Linked DNA regions of Sus scrofa: region 1 is linked to region 2. The links are chromatin contacts, called in public promoter capture Hi-C maps. All regions are on one chromosome and are shown on one strand. Each heading gives the region's core, a stretch centred on a gene start, on an enhancer-like site or on the middle of the called end of the contact. The rest is flanking DNA. Distances are from core to core; before and after follow the strand shown.

Evidence for each region. Promoter capture Hi-C pulls out the DNA fragments that hold promoters and counts their contacts.
Region 1: a contact with region 2 is called in a promoter capture Hi-C map of fetal liver, with 4 times the contacts expected there. The contact joins the promoter of LOC110261122 here to the promoter of RPS6KA1 in region 2. A contact is called at or near these places in 1 of 5 promoter capture datasets (fetal liver) and 1 of 2 datasets of contacts at active chromatin or transcription factors (alveolar macrophages).

What each region holds. Positions count from the first base shown.
Region 1 is chr6:84,800,765-84,804,923 of Sscrofa11.1, forward strand. It overlaps LOC110261122 (ankyrin repeat domain-containing protein 34A-like), which reads right to left and starts at 1,743. Exons shown (of 4, transcript XM_021095643.1): 1 at 1,708-1,743; 2 at 930-1,027. The coding sequence starts at 1,723.
Region 2 is chr6:83,902,371-83,906,576 of Sscrofa11.1, forward strand. RPS6KA1 (ribosomal protein S6 kinase A1) reads left to right here and starts at 2,754. Exons shown (of 22, transcript NM_001243214.1): 1 at 2,754-2,940. The coding sequence starts at 2,878.

The DNA.
Region 1 (4,159 bases), core at 493-2,992, 900 kb after region 2:
AACAGGAAACAAGGTTATTTCCTAGACTCAGAGCCAGCCCCCTGCCCCTCTGGCTCTGCCGGGGGACCAGGACCCAGCAGGGGAAGGCGCCCTTAGCCAGAAAGCAGAGGGATTCAGCAATTCACCCTCTGCTACCGGCCCAGGGGGCTGACAGCTGTCACTCAGCACCCCACCCCCTGGGGAAGAGGGGGCCGATTCAATCAGAGCCTCAGAGGAAACGCATTGATAGGCGATTATTTATTTATTTATGCAAAAGTGAGCCGACTTTGTTCGCCAGGTAACCGGGCACGCGGCCCAACCCCTCCAGCCCCGGCCGCCCCCAAATCCCTCCTCCACCCCACACCCCCTCCGGGTCATTAGGTCCCCGCCCCTCAACTCCCAGAGCACCAACGGAACCTTGGGATTTGGGGGTTGGAGGGGAGGTGCTCCTCCCTCCGCAGTCTCCCCCTTTCCCAGCGCGGTTCCTAAAATCCAGCCTTGTTCTCCGCTCCCACGGTCCCCCCTTCATTCCCCCCCCCGCCCCATTCTCAGCAAGCTGGAGAGCAAATTGCAGTTTTAAATCCAAAGACGGAGGGAGGGGGAGGAGGAGGGGGCGCGCGGCAGCGCTGGGCGCGCACCTCGCCCCCGAGCCGGGGGAGCCGCGGGGCGGCCAGGAAACCCGAGAACCCCCCCTCCCTGCCCCCCCTTCTCGTCCACCTCCCCCTCCCCCTTCCCGGCGCTGCCTGCCAGGCTTCGAGCCGAGCCCAGCCGAGCCGCGGGCCCCGGTGGAAACAAAGACCGATCGCACCGCGGGCACCGCAGCCACGGGGTCCGGCGGACCGGACCGGGGCACGCAGAGGGGGCGCGGGGCCCCCCCGGTGCGCTGCACAAAAGAGCCCGGCCGGACGGTCCCCAGCGGGGGTCTAGGGTGGGGAGGAGGCGCCACTCACCGGAGTGCTGGTCTGCCGGCTCCGTGGGTCCGAGCCAGGCGAAGGGCTTTGGGGGGCGTCTGTCTTCCGGCGGCGGCGGCGACGCGGGCGCCCGGCTGCTGGGGAGAGGAGTCGTGGAGGAGCCCTGAGCCGCCCGCCGTTGCTGACAGCATGGCTCGCGCCTCGGCTCACATTCTCCGCCGCTAACTCCGCTGGACACGGCCCCCCGCTCCCGCGGCGCCCCCCACCTCGATCACTCCTTCGCTCTCTCTGCGCCCCCCTCGCTCCCCCCACCGTGCACACACTCTCACAGCCCTGGACACCCCCGCCCCCACTCCCCCAATTGCAAACCTGGGAGGGAACGCGCCCCGCGTAGTCCTCCTCCTGCTCCTGCTCCTCTCCTCCGCCCTCCTCCCTCCCGCTCTCTCCGGCTGTCTGTCTGTCTGTCTGACTGTCTCTATCTCTCGCTCCCTCTGCCTTTCTCTGCTCTCAGAGCTGGGTGGGAAAAGGAAATGAGGACAGAAAGCAGACGCTGGCTTTGGGTGGTGGTAGCTGGATTCCCTCTCTCCCTCCCTCCCCCTCCTCCCCTCCCTCCTCCTGCCTTCTGCTCTCTCCGCTGCGAGCGGGGCTGAGCGCAGCCTGGCGGGTGGCTCGCTCTGCCCGCCCGCCCGCCCGCCTGTCTGTCTGTCTGGTCTGCCTCGCTCGCTCGCTCCCTCCCTCCGTCTCTCGCCCTCGCCCTGCCTGCCTGCCTCTCTCCGTCTCCGCCGCCGCCGCCGCTGCCTCTGCGAGCTCGCCTTACCTTCGCCGCTCACCATCCGGAACCCCAGGGGGGAGCGCGCGCGCGGCACGCCGGGACTTGTAGTCCCCGCCTCGGCCGCTCGGCGCGCGAGGCGGGCGGGGCGGCGCCCGCTGCTCCGACGGCGCGGCCGGGACCCCAGAGGGACACAGCGCCTGGGCCCCTCCCGCGGGGGCATGTTCTCTTTTACCAAGGGCTGCTGGTCTTCCTCAATGGTTGGGAACATTTCCCGCGTGCCTCGTCCCCCGCAGGGGCTCTGGCTCGAGCGGAGGTTGCGGGCGGCAGCGAAGGGGCGGGGTCTGCGAATAGAATGAGCGTAGAATGGGGAATCGAGGGATTAGCTAAAGGGCCTGCGACTTTCTGGGGCGTCCCAATTAAATGGGAGGGGAAGAAGAGAGAGGAGAGGGCCAGCTCCCTGAATTTGGGGGCGTTCTTCCTTTCTGAAAAGATTTCCTATTGAGTCAAGCGCAAAGGTTTATGGCGAGAGACCTGCTTCAGAAACCTCAAAGCCCACCAGCATCTCCTCCTCAGTGACATGAACTCAAGTTCTGAGCTCTGGGTTTAGCGCCGCCCACCAAAGCCCAGTCTTTCTGGCAGTCCAAGGGCGGCAAGGGCACAAAAGTCCTGGATGATCCACAGAACACACATACACACACCAATCCACAGAACACACACACACACACACACACACACACACACACGCATGCACACACACACGGGCTTTGCCTCCCTAAATTCGACTGAGTTTTTTCCTTGTGTCAGGAAACAAAATTCAGATTCAACAGTTCAGAGCTCCTGCTGTGCCCAGGGGGCTGGACTCAGCACTTTCACCTACCTCCTCTTCAGGTCACATCTGTTATCCAGCCCCTGGCTCCTGGCCCCCTGCCTGGCCTATCCCCACAGATGGGAATGTGCACTGCCAGGGCCTGGTTACCAAGGGGAAGTAGCTGGACAGCTCAGGAAGAACTGCTGCTGCCATTTATTGCACACGGCAGGGCCCTTGAGTCCTGCAAAGACCTGGCAAAATGGTACTGTTATCATTTCCATTTTAGAGATGAGGGCACTGAAGAAGTGGGAGAGCCCAGCCAGACCAGGGTGTGTTTGATTGCAAAGCCCACTGCTTACCCTCTGGGCCATGGCAGGGAGCTGTGACTCCCCAGGTCTCCATCTGACCTTCTCTCTCAGTGCCTGTGTGTCCTCCTTTGGCACCTCAATTCAACCAATGTTAACTGAGGTGTGCAAGGCTCACAGGGGACAAGGATATGAATAATGCATGGTCACTGTCCTGTCCTCAGTGTCTACCAACACCGGCCCTGACTGGTCCTGTGCTGGTCCCATTTCTGCACTACACACACTTCATCTGTGTGTCTGACAGTCCTTTGCCCAGTGTCTGCTGGCTGTTTCTGTCTTGCCCCATGTCTGAAGTTCCTTCAGCAGTGCCTTTGTCCTTGGCCCACCTGTTTCTGACTCTTCCTTTGGCCCTGCAGGGTGATGCGAGGTGATGGCCAGTGTGTGACAAAGGCAGGTGGTGTCATTGTGCCAACTGCAGCTCCCTGCCACCACCTTCCCTTCACCTCCACACCTCCCAAGCCCCTCCTCTAGGACAGTCTGAAACTCTCAGAGGACAAAAGAGAACCTGGGGGACATTTTCTATTGGCCTTTTGCAGGAACAAGGGGGGGGGCACAGCAGCAATGGGAATGGTCTAGGACTCTACATAGAACACCGATTGATCTGGCTTTATGGGCCTGGCATGGCCAGCAGCAGAGGCCCCCACTTAGGAGCTGCTTCTCCTTGCAGGCAAGCCCTGGGTTCAAAGATTTCTTCATTGAATGGGAACAATCGTGAGGTCAGATATTAATGAAAGCAGTGGTTAAAGTCATTAGAGGCCCTTCGCAGCTCTAAAGCCTAAGTCTGAAGTTATCACAAGTAGATGAGGCTTTGGCATCTTGCCCCAGCTGGTCCCCCACCGGTGAGGCTTTGATGTTGGGGAAGGCAGGCAAAGAAGCCCAGGTTCCCCTTTCTTTTACCCCCTTACCACATCCTTACCTATTAGGCTGTGCCCCAGGGCATGAAGGCCCCACCTAGGCCAAATCAAGTGTGGGGAGGGAATTGGGTGGGAATAAAGGCCGGCTTCCAGGTGCTAGGGAGCCCCAGGCAGAATGGGATGGAAGAGGAGTTTGGAAGAAGCACAGGAGGGGAGAGGTTAAATGATGAGGGGCAAGAGGGCAAGGTTAGTGGGGCCCAAGTCTTAGTGAGAGGGGAATAAAAGTTAGGGTGGGTTATCCAAGCTTACCCCCTCCCACCCCTCTCAGCTGCCCCCTCCCCAGAGAGGGTGGGTGCCCAAGGTGCTGGGCATAGCTGGAAATCAAGCATTACAGGGTTTCCCAGTCATTGGGGGGCCAGTCTTTCTCTTGGAGCCTCTTCAAATCGTGTTGGGTGGAGGGGTCTCCCCAG
Region 2 (4,206 bases), core at 1,504-4,003:
TGGCTCAGCAGAAATGAATCTGACTAGCATCCATGAAGACACAGGTTTGATCCCTGGCTTTGCTCATGGGTTAAGGATCCTATGCTGCCGTGAGCTGTGGTGTAGTTTGCAGATGCGGCTTGGACCCGCATTGGTGTGGCTGTGGCGTAGGCCAGTGACTACAGCTCCGATTCAACCCCTGACTTGGGAACCTCCATATGCCTGAGTGTGGCCCTAAAAGGCAAAGAAAAAAACAAAAAACAAAAACCACCACCACCACAAAGAAAAAAAACCAAGGAGCAAGGCCCAGTGGCAGTAGAACTGAAGGAAATCCAGTGTGGCCAGAGCCTAGAGAGAATTGTAGAAAACTGTGCGCAGAGGCTGCAGCAGGATCGGCACTCTGTAGGCTAATGGATTGGTCTCTAGCTCTCTGCTGAGTGACTGCAGCATCCCTACAACAAAGATGGGCAAGCTACCTGCCCAAGCTCCCCAGGCAAGGCCCAGGTGTCCTCTGGGCTCCCCGTTTTCCAGCTTGCCCCGCTGCCTCTCCAGTACCTTTGGGAGAGAGGATGCCGGATGTGAGACATTCATCAGAAAGCACCATCACTGCTGGATCCTTAAATTGAGATGCTGCACTTGGTAGGGAATCCTTTCCTATAAGAAGGGGGAAAGAGGAGGGCCAGGAGCCCCAGAAGGGGGCAGACTGAAGGAAGAATCCCTCCAGTTTTCGCCTCACCTGTGCCACTCCCACCCACCCACCACATTCCCCTCACCCAGTCCTTTGCCCTCATTCTCTAGGTTTCAATGTCTCTTCCAAGTTTAACTTAAACCCAGCTTGCAGCCAGATATTTGGCACCTGCGTGAGATCTGTTCTGAGCCCTGAGGATGACTAGATTTAGCAAATCAATAGGATACCCAGATAAATTTGAATTCAGACAAACAACAATAATTTTTTGCCTAAATGTGCCCAAATATTACAATGCTAGCCCTGAGCAGAGGGGTTGGGGCATCGCAAACTGGCTCTAGGCAACTGAACGAGGTTATCCTAAAGCTAATGTTAATAACAGCTGCCAACTCTGGCCCAGGCTGCCTCTGGTTTAGCCCTCATCAGGGAGGTAATAGAGTGAACAAGAGAATGAACTCTGGGCCCGGTCTGCCAGGACTGTCTTTCAGCTCTGCCATTTTCCAGTTGTGCGACCTTGGGGGGACCCAGAAAATGAGATGCTTAACTCTCTCTACTCATTTCCTCATCTGTACACTGGAGATAGTAGTAGTACCTACCTCATAAGGTGGTTGTGAAGATTGAGTTGCAGGTAAAGTGCTTAGAACATCCTGGTCCACAGTAAGTACTATGTTAATGTTAGCTATAATTATTTATCTAATCACACTAGACTGAATGTAAACTCCATGAGAAGAGGGACTTTCTTTTGTTCATTGCTATATCCACAGCATCTATTTTTTATTTTTATTTTTGTCTTTTCTAGGGCCGCACCCACGGCATATGGAGGTTCCCAGGCTAGGGGCCTAATCGGAGCTGTAGCCACCAGCCTAAGCCAGAACCACAGCAACGTGGGGTCTGAGCCGTGTCTGCAAGCTACACCACAGCTCATGGCAACGTGGGATCCTTAACCCACTGAGCAAGGCCAGGATTGAACCCACAACATCATGGTTCCTTGTCGGTTTTGTTAACCACTGTGCCACCATGGGAACTCCATGGGAGCATCTTAATTTAGGAGAAATTCTCAAGCACTTTGATTTTTAAAAATCCTAATCTGTTCCCACCTGCTGCGTGACCCTGGGTAACTCATACCTTTCGGAGACTGTTTTATGATGTGTAAACTAGGTGGTGGTGAGGATCCAAGGAAATCACACATTGGTGAAACCTGGTTGAAAGAAGGCTTCTGTGAAACAGTCCTGCTTTAGAACAGCTTTTGTAAATGGCCATTCTTCCTCGCCCATGAAAAAAAACAAGCCCATCTCTCCAAGCCCCCACGTGTGAATAAATCTCAGCAAGCCTGGACCCCTAGCACCTCTTTCGGTGGAGGCTGAATCTCTCCAGGGAGACTCTCTCTCCCGGCCTTTTACTCCAAGGGCAGTCCAGTGTCAGTCAATCCTGGGAGCATGGTACCCACTCTCCTTAGAGGAGGCACAAGCCCAAATCAGCCAGAAGCTGGTCCTGCTTCTGGAGAAATTCTGTGTATTAAGACATCACTCTGGGTTCTGATGATGGGGAAACCTTACCTGGGGTTGGGGCGCTGGGATCCCCAGGGGATCTCAGTGTCGGCTTCCGTAAGGGGGATTGTCCTAGGGCCTCCTAATGAGGGCAGTAGGGCCCAGGCTCCTTTCCAGCCTCCGCCTGGGTCAGGGCCAGGTCATTTAGTGTGTCTGTGTGTGGGGGGAGGGGTTGGGAGGAGACGGGAACAGGGCAAACAGGGCGGCTGGAGGGAAAAGGAGCAATTCAAAACGAGCTGAGTCGAGGAGATTGGTGGCCCTGGAGAGGTCAGCGCGGAGGAAACCAGGTCTGAGAGGGAGAAGTCAAGCGGACCTCTCCCGGGCGGAGCAGAAGACCGACCCCGGGCTGGCGGTGGAGGCGGGGCCAGCACTCCCCTAGCAGAGGGGGCGGGGGGTCTGCGCTGGGAATGCCGCGCCGCGGGGGCTGGGGCGTGGCTTTACTGGCTCCGCCCCCGCGCAGGTAGCCAATGGGCGCGGCGGCGCCGGGTGACGGAGGGAGCCGAAGTGCGAGTGCCGCGGCGGCGGCTGTGGTGGACGGCCCAGCCTGAGTGCCGGGGTCTCTGCTGGGGCGAGGGGGCACGAGGGCTCAGAGCCGGGGACCCTGGTACCCGAGAGGCGGCGCAGCCGGCGCCGCCGGTGGAGCTCCGGCGGCCTGGCGGCGGCGCGATGCCTCTCGCTCAGCTCAAGGAGCCCTGGCCGCTCATGGAGCTGGTGCCGCTGGACCCGGAGGTGAGTGAGCTGGGCGGGAGAAGGGCGCTGGCGGCCGGCGAGCCCGGGTCCCTACAGGGGCGGGGCGGCCCGCGGCGCCGCCGGAGCCTGGCGGGCGCCTGCGAGGACGCGAGTGCCCTCCGATCTCTTGGCCCCTCTCCGGCTCCACCCCCTTATGTCCTGGGTGTGTGTGAGCGAGGGACAGTTCCGCCAAGTGCCGAGAAATCCCTTAGCGTGGAGAGGGGATCCCGCGGTGCGCTGAGATCTGGCCTCCCCTTACCTCTCCCTACACCTAGGACCTGTACCGGGAGGTGTGGGAGTTTCCTTCATTAGCCCAGGCGGCCAGCTCCGGGCTGCCAGATGTCTCGGATTCTACAAGAGACAAGGGTCGTAGGACCCCCCACTTCTCCTTGACATCGCGCATCGCCCTACCGGAAGATCTCCCAGCTTTTCCGCTGCTGACCCTAGAAGGATTGCCCCTTTGACCCTGGCAGTTGTGGAATTTGGGGTGACACGGCCCGTCTGGGGCAGAAACTCTTGGTTTTCTTTGCCCCAGGCTAGGGTCAGAGAACACCTGTGTCCCCTGCCCCGGGCTGTAGAGAAGAGAATGGGGAAAAGCCCTTAGTCCTTGTGACGACTATTCCTGGAGAGGGGGAGGACCTTGGTGGCTGCCGCTGCTTCTTGTCCCCCCCCCCCCAATAAGAAGGGTTGGGCCCCTGAGGAGTTTGGCCTCTGCCTGCCTAGCCTCTTCCAGAAGCAACTCCTTCCTGCCCTCTGAGGATTCTGAGATGATAGGCTCCAAACTTGCAAAAGGCCAGCTCTTCCTGTGCTCTTTGACCTCCAGGGTCAAGGTCAAGCCCCTGAACCAGCAGGTGGAGAAAACTTTCTCCTCAGCCTCATTCTGGGAAGTAGGTAGGTGATACTGCCTTTCCAGAGGAGATATGGGGATATGCGGAGGGGAGGGGGTATGGGGACCTCAGTGAGCCTGGGAGCCAAGGTGCTTTTCCCCTGGCTTCAGCTCATAGCCCCTGCTGAGTACACCTCCTTGGTACTTACCTGAGGCAACCACCAAGTGCCTTGCCTCTCAGGGCCACAGATTGAGATCAGAGTGAGGACCCCTGGTGTGCTGCCCCTTTAAAGGGATGGTCACTGCTGACACTGGCTATTGGAGGGTGGGCGCGGCAGGATTAGGTAACCAACCTGAAGGCCCAATTTGGAGTAAATTGCTCTGGGATCCCTGCCATAGGGTTTTTACAGGCCCTGCTCAGCTCAGAGGTTCTCTCGCTG